Linked DNA regions of Hordeum vulgare: regions 2, 3 and 4 are each linked to region 1. A link is a contact called in public Hi-C and HiChIP or PLAC-seq data. All regions are on one chromosome and are shown on one strand. The core of a region is the stretch at or near the end of the contact, and the rest is flanking DNA. Distances in the headings are between cores, read along the strand shown. Region 1 holds the start of LOC123442966 (probable mediator of RNA polymerase II transcription subunit 26b). Region 2 holds the start of LOC123442946 (probably inactive leucine-rich repeat receptor-like protein kinase At5g48380). Region 3 holds the start of LOC123442957 (putative disease resistance protein RGA4). Region 4 holds the start of LOC123442975 (isopentenyl-diphosphate Delta-isomerase I-like).

Region 1 (3,733 bases), core at 544-3,043:
GGGTTGGCTCGCCGACGCCCGCCAGCAGTCCTAGAGTCGTGTCTCCCCACTTCATCCGGAATTGGCTGGGTACGCATGTGTCGGCGCCGCCTACGGTGGAGGCGTCTATCCAGACTCGGGGACTGATGAGGGGTTGAAAGTTGATGGTGTCCGTCGCTCTTCCTACTGTGGTTGTGTGTGGCGTGATGTGCACAACCTATGGTACAACACGACAAGGATGCCGGGACGGCGGCCCCAGATGGCGGTCTGCGTGGTTGCTCGTCGACGGGCTTCATTGCGGTGGTGGTTGCTATCCCCCGGGTCGTGTGGGCAACATGAGGTGTTGCGGTGGGTAGCTTGGATGTGTCCTCTATTCTGGAGGGGCGACGTTCCGATCTGGGTCTGGGCACCTGGAATCTTCACGCTCCTTTTGGCGGCCTCGTGGTGGCACATGTGAGTTGCCGAGCGAAAGCACCGTGTCTTGGCGCCTACGACGGCGACAACCGTGGGTGTTGTGCTTTTTTTGAAGTCGTCGTTATGGTTCTTCTTTTCGTGTGAGGGCTTCGGGTGAAGACCTCTGTCCGATGTCGACTCAGACAACGGCGACGTTGTGCGTCGTTTTTCCTCTTGAAGGCATTGTCGCAGAGTGTGCTGTGTCGTAGCATGGGGATGTTTAGATCGTCCCGTGCATCGTAATCGCGTGCGTTCTATGCGTGTCAGATATATTAAGATCGACTTTATAAGTGGCCTATTTTATTATTTTTTATCGTTCAAGTATATCGTGTTCGAATGTTGTTTTATTTGTAAAACGGGACGAAAAGCCTGTTTTCGATGAGGAAGTTGGCCCCTCCCCCTCGTCGCAGAGGCTCACAATTGAAGGCCACATATATTCCCGAGAAAGTCCGCGACGCACCGAATTGAGCTAGAGATATCAAGAACCACGTATTCGCCCCGAAAGGAAGCAAGAAACACATGCCACTTGCGCGTCGAGAATCCCTGGCTGGAACAACCGGGAGATACGGTTGCGTGGGCGATTTTGGAAGCAACCGCAGGAGGCGAGGGCGTTAACCGCAACGAGCCACCCCTGCTGTATGTAGCTCGAAAGAGAAAACTACACTGCAGGTAACTGTGGCGTCGTGGACCCGTGGCGGGCTCCAGACCGTTGCTATCGGGAACATATTACGGTCGATTTTCGAAGGGAACATGGACTGAGCTCCCACGATGCCAGTTTTTTCGAGAAAGGAAATACTCCGGGTCAAAACCATTTCATTAAAATTGACACCGTGTGCTAGCACCAGTAGAGTAGAGAACATTTATGCTGGTTGATTTGGATGGTGATGGTGAGACGAGAAGCAAATAAGGCAATCAATGGCGCTGCGCCAAGGATAATGGCGTGAATCATGGGCAGCGATCGAAGCACTTTGAATACCAGTACCAAACTACAGCAGTACGTACGTACTATACTTGTGGTAAACAAAAGTACAAAACCAGGGAAGGGGAGACGGAAGAAAGAGAGTGCGTGTCGACTGGGCGGGGTCAAACCAAGGAGAAGCCAGCCACCACGAGGCCGCCGCGTCGCCCCCCTCCCCTGTGCAGTGCAGGTGCAGCAGAATGAGAATCTAGAGACGAAAGGGAGGGAACGGAGAAAGGAGGAGGGGGGGGGGGGGGCGGTTGCTGCCGTGCCGCTGCGAAAGGAAGACCAGCGAAGCGGTGACGCGACCCGGTTTGTTACCGCGCGTATTTCGGGGCTGCCACCGCCGTAGCTAGCACTGGCAGTAGTACTAGTCGCTCGCTCTTGTTTAGTTAGCTGCGCTCGGGGTCCTCGTGGGCTCGGGTCGCGTAGCGTACCCTGCCATCCGCGTCCCTATCCACCCGCCCCGTCCCAGTCCCCAGCCCCAGCCCCAGCCCCGACCCTACCCTACCCTACCATACCCTTCCTGGTGGCGTCGTTCGCCTCGCCCTGCCTTGCCTTGCCTTGCCTTGCCTTCTCCCCCAGCCGAGCCCAGCCGCACCGTCTTCTTCCTCCCACGCCCACGCCCACGCCCCTGGCCCTACCCTACCTCCCCCCTTCCGCAAGGGCCAGATAGGATTTGGTAAGGTTCTTCTCGCTGCCGCAGCGGGGACTTGGGGGCCAAGCAAGGAAGGGAGAGGGAGAGGGGGGACGTAACCCGACTCGACTCGACTCGGTTTCCTCGATTTGTTTCGGCCCGATTCGTTTCCTGCTGGCCTCGCCCTGTTCGTCGATTTGATTTCCGGCGAATTTCGCTTTCACGATCGCCGGATTCCGGGGGGGCATCCGATTCGCGATCGGACCGGGATTGGGTTCTCGGTCGCGGCGTAGTAATCCCATCTCAATAGGGTAATCGGCGGAGCATCGGTTCCTGTCTGGTGCTCCTAGCTCTTGTTGTTTCTCGTCGTCCGCGGCCCGATCTCCGGGGGGGCGAATGGCCGACGACGGGCTGGACCGGTGGCGCGGCTTCTTCCGGGGCGCCGGCGTCGGCATCTGCGAGGTCATCGAGAAGGCCATCCTCGTCGCCGCCGCCGACGAGCCGCAGGAGTTCCTGCGCCGCCGCGACCGCATAGCCGAGAGGCTCTTCAACGCGCTCCTCGCCCGCCCCTCCTGCCACGGCTGCACCGCCAGCACCGGCTCCGTGCCCCCCGCCACGCCCGCCGTCGCCGAGGACAAGGGCAGCGTGCGCCGCGTCCCCGACAAGGAGTGCAAGGTCGATAGCAGCAGCCTCGGCGCGCCCGGTCGTGGTGGGCTTGGCGGCGGCGGCAGCATCAGCGAAGACGACGACGACTCTGACTCCGACTCCGAGGACGACGAGCGCCTCCGCCGCGCAGCCGCCAGCAACTACGGCCACAACTATGATGACGACAACGACGACGACGAGGAGCAGGACGCGGCCGCACCGGCGGAGGAAGACCACCACGCTGAGGATGACGACCCGGAGGCTGAGGAGCTCGAGGCCCTCACCAACGAGATCGATGAGGAGTCACAGATCCTTGGGGAGGTCCTCCGCATCAAGGAGCTCCTCCTGCACAAGCAAGACCATGTACGTCCACTTACCTGTGCAGTTACTTCTCTCATTCATTGCTGAAGTTGTTATTTGTCAACTCCAGTGAGCACTTAGGGTTGATCTCAATTAATAAAACACAAACGTGTTTTGCAGTCGGATACTACTCTCTTCGACTCGCTGAGGAGGCTGCAGCTGATGCAATTGTCCGTCTCCACTCTTAAGGTACGTACCTATGTTTTGCATACTGCATATGAGGGTTGTTGGTTTTGTTTACTATTTGGTTTGCTTATCTTTGGTGCTGTTCATCGTAGGCTACTGAGATTGGGAGGGCTGTTAATGGCCTTCGGAAGCACAGCTCGCAGCAGATTCGTCACCTCGTGCAGACTCTCATTGAGTAAGCTCCATCGACTCCTACCTAGTCTGGCTTTATAGAGCCAGTTCATGCTTGAATTTGAAGAGTTCAGCAAGACAAATTTCTTCTCTGATGTACTGAAAAGATTTTGATTACTACCATTTCATATGCACTGCTACATAGTCATCACCTACCTTGTTCATCATCCCAAAGAAAAATGAGAAATTACCTTGTTAGCATGAGTCCAAAGCAACTATTGTTGACATCTTCAGTTGCTTTTTGTGTTTCCAGCGATTGGAAAATTTTGGTTGATGAGTGGGTCAGTACTACCAATGTCGCCCTTGCAGGTAAAGGATCTGAATTTGTTCAATGTTACATTTGA
Region 2 (3,733 bases), core at 363-2,862, 230 kb before region 1:
CTGTTTTTCACCGAACGAACATCATTGAAATTTAAAATAAATTCAAAAAAATACAAGTGTGAGATCAAATTACACAAGGAATCCAACCATCTAAGCTAAGTCCAATTCGCCAAATGAGTTTTTTTTAGTGACCGGTACATTATTTGTTCTAAATTGATGTTAAAAATGGAGAGGTATTGACAATTTTATAGCGCAAATTAAGGCGGGATTGAAATTTACCATCTTTCAGTAAGTTTCTGTTGTAATGGTAGGCGTAATACTTCATCGTGGCTTTATTATACTCCTATATAAAATGGGCAACGCTACGCGTTCATCGATGGATTATTTCCAATGATCCGTCACTTTCACAGCCGTTTGATTATCTTCATCCAGCAGATCCGCACGCGGGACTTCGGCCGGGCATTCGGTAATTCTTGAAACGACGCTCGAGTTTCTGAAACAATCGCTTTGTTGTAGTTTTTTTTCTTCGTGCGCGCTTCGGCTGGGCACCCGGTAATTCCTGAGACAACGCTCGAGTTTTTGAAACAATCGTTTTGTTGCAGTTTTTTTCTTTGCGCGCGTTTCGCCTGGGCACCCGATAATTTCTGAGACAATCGCTTTGTTGCAAAAAAAAAATTCCTTCCTCTTTCTGCAATAGTGGCCGTGTTGCAGAAATAATCGCTTTGTTGCAAAAAAATAAATTTTCAATCCATTAATTCCTGAAACAAAGGTCGAGTTTCAGAAACAATCGCTTTGTTACATAATTTTTTCCTTCCTCTTTCTGCAAGAGTGGCCGTGTTGCAAAAACAATCGCTTTGTTGCAAAAAATAAATTTTCAACCTGTTAATTTCTGAAACAAAGGTCGAGTTTCAGAAACAATCGCTTTGTTACATAATTTTTTTCCTTCCTCTTTCTGCAAGAGTGGCCGTGTTGCAGAAACAATCGCTTTGTTGCAAAAAATAAATTTTCAACCTATTAATTCCTGAAACAAAGGTCGAGTTTCAGAAACAATCGCTTTGTTACAGAATTTTTTTCCTTTCTATTTCTGCAACAGTGGCCGTGTTTGCGGAAACAAATTTCCAAAACAATGAACGGGTTGCAGAAACTGTTGGAAAAGATAAGATGGAGAGAGGGATGGGGAAGCGGTGTCGCAGAGCAAACAGAAGAGATGACATTTTTTGTTTTCATTCTGCTGACGGAAATCTTTTCCCGTATAAAATGGGGCGAAAGACCTTTTGGGCTAAACAAACTTTGCCAGCCGTGCGACATACTCCAAATATTAGCAGTCCCTGTCGTGGCCGCGGTAACCCGGAAACCCGAACGCCCTTTGGGCTAGTCTTCCGTGGTCAGTGGTCACGACGGAGAAAGGAGGGACCCGATACCCACCTCCTCCATTCCGAGGTGAGTGACACGGTGGCGCCGTAGCCATTCGTCCGGCCGGCCACCCATCATCAAGAGAGAGCAGACGGGTTGACTGAGGCAGTTGACCAGAAAAGTCCGTGGATCTCCGCGTCCCCCAGTCTCCATACTGCGCGCCCCTCTCGCCCTCGCCGGGCCCACCCGCCCCTCCGGCTGGGCACCCACACGCTTAGAAAAACTCTCTCGCCTCCACTTTCTTTTCCTTTCTTTGACGGGCGGCTCCTCTCCTCTCCGGTCCTCCCTCCCTCCTCCTCTTCCTCCCCCTACCCACAGCTCTTCTCCCCCACCTCCTGCCCCTACTCCCTCTCCCTGGGTCCTCCCGGTTCCCACCTATGCGAGGACGGCGAGCTTCAGGTGACCGATTCTACCTCGCCTCTTCTCTCATATTTTTCTAGATTTTCCGGCCCTTCTTTCCATGCTTTGTTGTGGTGCGAATGATCTTGGGAGCGCGCGAGCTCTCGGTTGGTTGGTGCCTCCGTGTATGCGGGTTCTTGGGGGGGGGGGGGGGGGGCTCCTGCAGTCGCCAGGGAGTTCGTATTCCGGCTAGAAACTCCGGGCAAGAAATCGCTTGCCTCTTTCTTGGCCTGATTGGTGCGGGTTTGTTGCTGGGGAAGCAGCAGCAGCAGCAATGGGTTTGTCCAGTGCTTCTTCTTTCTTCTTTTTTAGTTAAAAAGGATCAAAGAGGGACGGCCCCTGGGAGGGAAATCAGGTAGAAAAATAGCATGCACATATGCGACATATGGATGGTGCGGCGCCATTCCTTTTGGAGATTTTTTTTATTTTTTTTTTGCTGCCCCTTCCCTTAGATTTTCTTCTTTCTGGAAAGTGCGCCTTTTGGCAGTTCGAGCCGTTCGCTTCTCTTGTGAGAAATCCAGATATTTAATAAGAGGAAGCCCGTTGGTTGTTTCTGTAAATAATAACTGTGGTCTCGATTGATGGCTCAGAAGCCAGGAACTGCCCCCGGTTGCAAGTTTCCACTTATGCTTATAGACAATAATGGAAGAACAAGGTTGCGAGTTCTTACTGTTATTGTTAGGGGTGATGGATAATTACCATGCGACCCATTGCACCTATTATTTGGTGCTAATCTTAGCAGAATCTTCGCACCATATGTTATTTGCTATGGCCGTAGTGGGGATCAGTTCCCCACTGATGTCGTCTTTGTGTTATGCTTTTCAGCACTGCAATCAAATCAATCTTTTCGTTCTAGAATATGGTTGCTATCACCAACTGGTATGTGTGTCTCTAATTTTATAAATTCGACTGCGTTTACGTGTAGGTGAAGCTTGAACCTGCAAGTGGTGTTGTCACGGAGGAGAGGTGAAGTTTGGTGCAAGTGCTCAATGGCAAATCATTATGCTCCTCTGAGGGTTATTCTTATACTGTTGTTGGTCTTCACTTGTTTTGCCTCTGAAGCTGATATCCAATGCTTGAAATCTGTTCAGCAGTCAGTGAATGACCCCAACGGTGTACTCAAATCCTCATGGAATTTTGAGAACGTTACTGTTGGTTTCATATGCCGATTTACCGGTGTGGAATGTTGGCACCCGGATGAGGACCGGGTTCTTTCTTTGCGCCTAGGTAACCTTGGTCTCCAGGGTCCATTTCCTCGTGGTCTTCAGAATTGTAGCAGTATGACTGGGCTGGATCTGTCAAACAACAACTTTTCAGGACTTATCCCTCAAGACATCTCCCGGGAAATACCATACTTAACATCATTGGACCTCTCCTACAATAGTTTTTCTGGCGCCATCCCACAAAATATATCAAATATGACATACCTGAACCTCCTCAATCTCCAACATAACCAGCTTAGTGGCCAAATCCCACTGCAGTTCAATCTTCTTACTCGGTTAACTCAATTCAATGTCGCAGACAACCAACTAACAGGGTTTATTCCAACTATTTTTACAAAGTTTTCGGCATCAAACTTTGCCGGTAATCAAGGGCTATGTGGGGATCCATTAGATGAGTGCCAAGCTTCAACAAAGAGCAAGAACACTGCAGCAATTGTTGGAGCTATTGTTGGAGTGGTAGTTGTGATCATAATTGTTGTGATAGTTGTGTTCTTTTGTCTGCGGAAATTACCAGCTAAGAGAGCAAAAAAGGATGAGGATGAAAATAAGTGGGCAAAGAGTATCAAAGGAACAAAAGCAATCAAGGTAAACTATTCTGTTGTTTTCTTTCCTTTTATTTTGGGTCGAAAGGCAATGTCCAATAGCATTGTTCACAAAAGTTTTAGCAATACCTTACTGTCGTCATGGTTTTCTGGATTATTCAGGTGTCTATGTTTGAGAATCCAGTTTCAAAGATGAAACTAAGTGATCTTATGAAG
Region 3 (3,733 bases), core at 336-2,835, 210 kb before region 1:
GACCGAATCCTTGTCAGCGCTGTCATTGCTGAAAGCAATCCTCGTGAACAGCGACCAAATATCGTCAAATGCCAATCCGTCCAACGTGACCTTCTTTCTGGCATTCAGCAAGGTTGCTACAATCTTTTTCCGGGTGGTGACCATGATCTTACTACCGGGCTTGCCACATCTAAGAGGAGCCAGCACCTCACTCCACTTATCCTCGTCCATGCCCCCTTTGTTCCAGACATTGTCGAGAACCAGCAGGAACCTCTTGGATGATACAGCATCCTTAAGCTGCCTCTGGAGCCAGTCGAAATTGTTCATGCCGTCAGGAAATCCAACCCCAGCAGACTGCAGGATTTGCTTCACTAGCCCGACCTTGTGGTAAGCGGCAGCAGGACACACCCACATCACCAAATCGAACGTCGCCTTCACCGAGTCGTCGTGGAGCAGGACGCGCGCCAGCGCGGTCTTCCCCATCCCGCCGAGCCCTATGATAGCTGCGACGGGGATGGCGGCGGCGCGCGGATCTGCGCGGTGGGGCGGGCTGGCGGTGGTCAGCCAAGAGACCATGTCCTTCCGCTCCGCGTCGCGCCCTAACACCTCGTTGTCCCCCAGCAGCGAGCATGTGTCCGGGCCGTCCCAGGTGGGTGGGTGGCCGCTCAACTCGCCGGACCACGACGCCTCCAGCCCTGCCGCCTGCATCAGCCGGACAGAGCTGTCCTTGATGTCGTCCAGCTTCTTGATGACGCCCTTGAGCCTGTTTAGCGACTCGTCGGTGCCGACGAGCTGCTTGCCGATCTTGACAAGGGGGGAGCGCGGGGGGCCGAGCGACCGGTATTCGAACTCGTCGACGACCTCGTCGGCCTCGTAGACGGCGTCCTTGAGCTGCAGCAGCCACCGGTCGAGGTCACCGCCGCCGCCGCCGCCCCTCGCGCCGCGGCTCCGCTCGACGGCGCCCGCCACGGCGCGGAGCTCCGTGAGGGCCCCGTCGAGCTGCTGGAGCGCATCGGGGACGCCGCCGTTAAGCCACCTGATGCGGTCGGCGGCGCAGGACTTGGCCTTGTCGACGACGATCCGTATTACCGGGCACACCAGCCAGCCGGCCACCGCCTCGGCCATCTCTCCGGGCCGGTCGTCGGGAGCCGAGGCTCGGTGCGTGGAGGGGATTAGGAGGAGTTGACGAGAGGAGGGGTCAGCGGCTGGGTGGAGCCTCCTCTGCGCCGTTCGAGGGGTTTTGGATCGTCAGGCCGTGGAAATTTCGGCCGCCTCGCCATGTGGTTTTCGGGGCTCCTTCTCGCATTGGCGACGCCGACGCCCGACGGGCTCGAAATTTCGCTGGGTCGCGTCGCCTCCGCGTGGGTGAGGGTGGAGTGGTGGACGGAGGGGGCTACAGGAGTCATTCGCCGAGCAATGCTACACTTACGTACGAGTCTACTAAGTCTTACGTTCTTACGTGATTGTGTAGTTGTCAAATTGGGACCGAGAGTTAGTTAGTTTGGAAACTTACATAACATGTTCGTAACTTTTAGTAGATGTAGGATTTTCGGTCATTCGCCTCTCGAATCTACAGATTTCCTACCTGGGCAATACTTTTTCTTTAAGTTCCAGCAATTGCTGGCAATTTCATTGGTAGCAGAAAGAAAATGGAGAATACAAAATGAGGTGATGATCCTAAGATCCGGGTTTAGCTGATCATAGTTTGGTCAGACCCTCTCCAAATATAATACTCCCTCCGTCTCAAAATAAATATCGTAAAATTTGTATTAGATTAGTATAAATTTTATACTAGATCAACGATATTTATTTTAAAACAGAGGGAGTACAAGGTAGATATCTCACGATGATTTTTTTAAAGTGGCTCTTTATGCATCTGGCTCACGCACTCCATTGGTCCATGCAGTTTGTGATTCTGCTTATGATGTCTCTCACACTTGATGATTTTTTGTTGAAGGTGCACTGGTTGGGTTCTTGTCCGATTGCACAAAGTGCGAACAGTCTCATTGTGTTGGTTTCCTTCTTCCATCTCAGGGCCGCCGCCACTTGCGAATTCAGCACGATGGTTGTAGCCGTTTGATGCTGCCATTCTTCTCTAGGTTTTAGTGTGGCGCATTCCTCCCACTACCCGATTGTGTTCCAAACCTCTAGAGATTTTGGGCAGGTCCAGAACAGGTGTTTGCTTGATTCCAAATTACAAACGCATAGCTGATAAAAGTACTCATTGGGTCATCCGCGTCTCTGCAATATATCGTTGCACCACAACTTGTTCTGTAGCATCAGTCATGTCAGTATTTTCATTGGTCCCGGTGTCCAGACATTCTAGATAAGTGACGGACGAATGGTGAGGATGGACGGACGGGACTACGAGAGTCATTCGCCACTTGAATCTATCTATTTTCTAGGTAGGTGACAGGTAATGGCCCCTAGGTATACCAAAGCAGAGAAAATCTGACTCTAAGACATTTGGGGGTCGGCTCGCCTCGTGGCCCGGGGCGACAGGAGGCCCGTGTGATCATCGTGTTGTTGTTCGACTGGCGACAGCCGGCCTGTCCGACTGGCCTCAACGGCAGTCGGACGGTCAGCACCCGTCCCATCAACCCGTACCGGCGTACGACGACAAGACCAGACCCACGATGCGGGGGCACGTGTGGCTACAAGGCGCGTTGACAGGTCCGACGAGGCTACATGGCGTCATGATGCGAGTAGGGCGAGGCTATTGGAAATATGCCCTAGAGACAATAATAAATTAGTTATCATTCTATTTCCTTGTTTGCGATAATCGTTTATTATCCATGCTATAATTGTATTGATTGAAAATTCAAATACTTGTGTGGGTATATAGACAACACACTCTCCCTAGTGAACCTCTAAGGACTAGCTCGTTGATCAAAGATGGTCAAGGTTTGCTGACCATAGACATGAGTTGTCATTTGATAATGAGATAACATCATTAGGAGAATGATGTGATGGACAAGACCCAAACTATGAATGTAGCATGTGATCGTGTCAGTTTATTGCTACTGTTTTCTGCATGTCAAGTATTTGTTTCTATGACCATGAGATCATGCAACTCCCGAGCATCGAAGGAATGTCTTGTGTCTATCAAACATCACAACATAACTGGGTGACTATAAAGATGCTCTACAGGTATCTCCGAAGGTGTCTGTTGGGTTGACGTGAATCGAGAATGGGATTTGTCACTCCGTACGACGGAGGGGTATCTCTAGGGCCCACTCGGTAATACAACATCACAATGAACTTGCAAGCAATGTGACTAAAGAGTTGGTCACGGGATCTTGTATTACAGAACGAGTAAAGAGACTTGCCGGTAACAAGATTGAACTAGGTATGGAGATACCGACGATCTAATATCGAGCAAGTAACATACCGATAGACAAAGGGAACAACATACGTGATTAAGTGAATCCTTGACATAGAGGTTCAACCGATAAAGATCTTCGTAGAATATGTAGGATCCAATATGGGCATCCAGGTCCCGCTATAGGTTCTTGATCGGAGAGTGTCTCAGGCCATGCCTACATAGTTCTCGAACCCGCGGGGTTTGCACACTTAAGGTTCGATGACGTTTCGGTATAGTTGAGTTATGTATGTTGGTGACCGAAGGTTGTTCGAAGTCCCGGATGAGATCCTAGACGTCACGAGGAGTTCTGGAATGGTCCGAAGATGAAGATTGATATATAGGAAAGAGGTATACGGGTTCCACAAAGGTTTCGGGCACTATTGTTAAAGT
Region 4 (3,733 bases), core at 763-3,262, 130 kb after region 1:
AAAACACTGAATGCTCTGTGAAGGGCATGCCCTGATTCTATCTTTTCCATGAGATGACCTAAAATTATAAGACCACAATTAATAAATAAGAGTAAGGCTATTAACACAAATACTTCAATCCTAGTTCTTGTCCAAATGCAACAAGCTACCAAGCAGCAAAGCATGCAAATTCTATGTGATGGTAGACAAAATTGCAACTATGCATTTAATTAGCTCCTCCTCATTTCATTCTGCTGTCAATGTGCCTCAAAGTTCCACCGAAAGTTTGTCTTGGCTGGAAAAGTTGTTTGTTTCTCTTCTTCATGAAAAAGAACTTTTTGCATGTTCTTCATCTATATCTATACTACTATATAGTATACAAATAACTTTGAATACAGATCATTTGATAAACTCGGTCCAATGGACGAGAGGTGGCAATTCCGAGTGTTGTTGGACGTCCGATTGCCTCCTTATTACAGCAGATTCCGCGATGTGCACTATCTAGAATTTTCCATGATTATACTCAGTACACCCCAATGGAGAATGTATTTGTCATATGTACAACTACTATCTCCACAATCTTCTCTTCTGTTCTAGATTCTTATATGCATGTCTTGCTCCAACCGTTATCTCCCTTGAAGAAAAAAGTTGTCATTTATGATTACCTTGTGAATTTGTGTTCAAGGTGAAAGACTTATGACCAACTACTTTTAAAGTTTATATATATTGCATAGATAATTTCTCTCTCTCGCACAATTCTACAAGTAAAAATAGTACTGGAAGCCATCATCACCCTATTGGTCAGGATTATATTTTTTGTTGGGGACTGTTTGGAAATTGGAATAGTATGATCCAATGTGATTCCCTAGTACCTAGGCACAAACTCATAGATAAGCCACACTTGAGTACCCATCCAACTACCCAAAGATTCATTGTCGACGGTAATACTACGAAATTTTAGGCAGCTCAATGCCTGTTGTCAAACACGCAATCAGTGGCGGAGCTTCATGGGGGCAACCTGGGCGGTGGCCCCCCCAGCCCAAGAAAAAATCAGGCTAAACCACATAGTTTTTATGTCATACATTCAGTAAAAACAGGCTAAATCACATAGTTTTGCTCCTCCTTAACCCATTGCCCCTCCAAAGATTTGGCTCTCTGCCACTGACACAATGACTATCCAACCAAGTAGTATGAGGATAACATAGCAGTCAGCATATGGATGTTAAAAGCATGCACTACGGAACGCAATCACAAAATAATGAAGAATAAGATTAACACGTACAGTTATACTTAGATTCATGGCCGATGACATTGTCCTGTTCATCGACTAATATGCACCTGCATGGAAATAGACCTCTTCGGTTATACTGAGAGGAGATGAAATGGAAGCGACGATCTATCTCAGTTTAATTTTGGTAGCCAAGTAATCTGAATTTGTCAACATGCTAACAGCTTCAAAGCTAGACAGACAGACAAGGAGAAGAATAATTGCTTATGCTACTCCGCTCCTGGTGAGAGAAGGGGGAATAGCCCTGTTAGAATATTGTTAAAAAAATAACAATATTCCACGAGGAGACAGACAGGCTCAATCCACAGCAGAGCCAGGACAAGTTGACGAGACGGAATTGGGGGACCGGGACACTCACTCGTCGTCGAACATGAGCCGGCGCTGGACGGCGTCCATGTCCGCGTCCGCCTCGGCGTCGACGGCGCCGGCCTTCCCCATCACGACGGCCGTGGCGGCGAAGGAGGCGCGTCCGCGGAAGGCGAGCGCCGGCCTGGGGAGAAGCCCGGAGTGGGAGGGGGAGGAAGAGAGCGCGAGGCGGGACGAGGCGCGGCCGAGGCCGAGCGAGGCGGCGGAGGAGAAGAGCGCGAGGGAGCGCGCCGCCGCGGCCGCCATGGTGGAAAGGTGGAGGGAGATACTCGCGACGGCTGGATTTGGGGGTTAACTGTTAGCGGGTGGCGGGTCACAGGAACACAGAAGAGAAGAGGCCTGCTTCTTCTGTCCAATGCCCCGACCCCGAGTGAGCGAGTCCAACGGAAGTATCGCTAGGAAAAACAAGTCCAAGAGAAGTATGATGGCCTGCGTTTACAGTGCCGGACACATGTTTAGTGGGCGTTGACGAAGCATAACCACGTGTGTGACATTGTGATGATTCGTGTCTTGATGGCGAACCCGTGTTTAGTCGTCACTCAGGAGTACTACTTAGAAAAAAGTCCCGTGCGTTGCAACGGAAGAAAAAAAACTCTTATGCATCTAGCTTAATTAATTGAATTTTTTTAAATGACCTCATATTGAATAAAATACATATAAATGATTTGAATAAACATTAGTCGAAACCCTTAATTTTGTGAACATGTTTTTATATCATATAAAAAATATGCCCGTGCATTTTAACGAGAGAGGGAAAAAAATCTTGCAACGTAACAATTCTAGCACCATGTTGCACAAATATGCTTGTTCGTAGCAAGGGGAAACATAAATATTTCTTTACCTTTACAAACTAAAAAATTCAAATGTTTAAACATTTTATTAAAGTTGGAACATTATTTAAAATTACATTTTGGAACACGAGTTTCTTGAAAAAATAAATTCTCTAGACGCTGGCCCAAAACAGATGCATATATGGACTGCACACTTTACTTTGGGATCTAAAACATGGTTGCATGCCTATGTCTATGAGTATCGGACATGGGCCTATATGCCGTTGCATGTCGAATATCAATGATTCGGGACAATAATTATGTTGATTAAGCTTTGACATAGACCTATACAAACAACGGATAGTAAAGATTTCTAATATATTGATTTACATTGTATCCTATATAGCATATAAAAAATATAAAATAACAACATATTCAAAATCTATACATTTTTCGTCTAAGTATTTTCGCTAGAGGGATCTCTACATAGCGTCTTCTACAGTGTTTTTGCTATAATGTTGGAAACGGTGTGTCCATCCTTCATCCAATGGTTGGCTTTCCACCATTTACAGTGTGTCACTAGATCCCTGCCCACTTCCTAGGTTGCTTTATATATTTTTATATTGTCTTTTATTTTATAGTTCAGTTTTTTCATCTTTTTTCCTCAAGCCTTTAATTCTTACTTTATAGTTTCTGGTTCTTTTTTTTTTTTTTTTTTGCTTTATTTCCATGTTATTCTCCATTCTTTAATTTGTGCTATCTTTTTTTATGTGACAACGTGAGCTTTAACTATGCATCATTCACATCATGAGTCATCGAATCAAATTGTGTTGCAATTCGTGCAAGTTGTTCAACGAACATTGTGCACAACCTGTTTTTATTTTTTAATTTTATTCCTTAACGTTGCTCATGATCCATTGCGGTCTTTTCTAAAGGGCCGTGGTTGCTCATTTGTCTTCTTTCCATCCTTTTCGGTTGCAACATATGAGGACAATCCCTATTCGACGCTTCAAGCCTCGTTGCATATTGCTTTTGCAAACGGACGCTCACAGGCGCGTCTAGTTGTGTTGAGCCCATTTTTTCCTTTAATTTCGGTTGTAAACCGAAAAAATGTGTGTGCGCCAGATTCGAACCTCTTTGGTCGATAGCACGCTTGTGTTTGATAGTTGTTTCCATTTCAGTATAGCTGTTCCTTTTTGAAACATGCTAAGTCCAAATATGTTGTGTGCATGCTTGCGTAGTTGTTTGGTAGTGTTGTATGTGTTGAAACATGTTGTGTTCAGACTGTGTTTGGTAGCCTGTATCCAAGATAGGATGCATCAATATTTTT

What was found. A called contact is a pair of places that touch in the nucleus more often than the background predicts. HiChIP or PLAC-seq counts read pairs in DNA pulled down with a chosen protein or histone mark.
Region 2: a Hi-C map of seedling shows a contact between it and region 1, with 2.8 times the contacts expected there. The contact joins the promoter of LOC123442946 here to the promoter of LOC123442966 in region 1. A contact is called at or near these places in 1 of 6 Hi-C or Micro-C datasets (seedling) and 1 of 1 datasets of contacts at active chromatin or transcription factors (embryo).
Region 3: a contact with region 1 is called in a Hi-C map of seedling, with 5 times the contacts expected there. The contact joins the promoter of LOC123442957 here to the promoter of LOC123442966 in region 1. A contact is called at or near these places in 2 of 6 Hi-C or Micro-C datasets (leaf and seedling).
Region 4: an H3K4me3 HiChIP or PLAC-seq map of embryo shows a contact between it and region 1, with 5 times the contacts expected there. The contact joins the promoter of LOC123442975 here to the promoter of LOC123442966 in region 1. A contact is called at or near these places in 5 of 6 Hi-C or Micro-C datasets (leaf, seedling and an unstated tissue) and 1 of 1 datasets of contacts at active chromatin or transcription factors (embryo).

The regions. Positions count from the first base shown.
Region 1 is chr1H:432,923,571-432,927,303 of MorexV3_pseudomolecules_assembly, forward strand. LOC123442966 (probable mediator of RNA polymerase II transcription subunit 26b) reads left to right here and starts at 1,794. Exons shown (of 9, transcript XM_045119165.1): 1 at 1,794-3,035; 2 at 3,153-3,221; 3 at 3,311-3,393; 4 at 3,643-3,698. The coding sequence starts at 2,424.
Region 2 is chr1H:432,694,161-432,697,893 of MorexV3_pseudomolecules_assembly, forward strand. It overlaps LOC123442946 (probably inactive leucine-rich repeat receptor-like protein kinase At5g48380), which reads left to right and starts at 1,613. Exons shown (of 3, transcript XM_045119143.1): 1 at 1,613-1,752; 2 at 2,678-3,560; 3 at 3,680-3,733. The coding sequence starts at 2,742.
Region 3 is chr1H:432,712,931-432,716,663 of MorexV3_pseudomolecules_assembly, forward strand. It overlaps LOC123442957 (putative disease resistance protein RGA4), which reads right to left and starts at 1,586. Exons shown (of 1, transcript XM_045119153.1): 1 at 1-1,586. The coding sequence starts at 1,104.
Region 4 is chr1H:433,055,064-433,058,796 of MorexV3_pseudomolecules_assembly, forward strand. It overlaps LOC123442975 (isopentenyl-diphosphate Delta-isomerase I-like), which reads right to left and starts at 2,013. Exons shown (of 6, transcript XM_045119176.1): 1 at 1,626-2,013; 2 at 1,262-1,317; 3 at 1-58. The coding sequence starts at 1,879.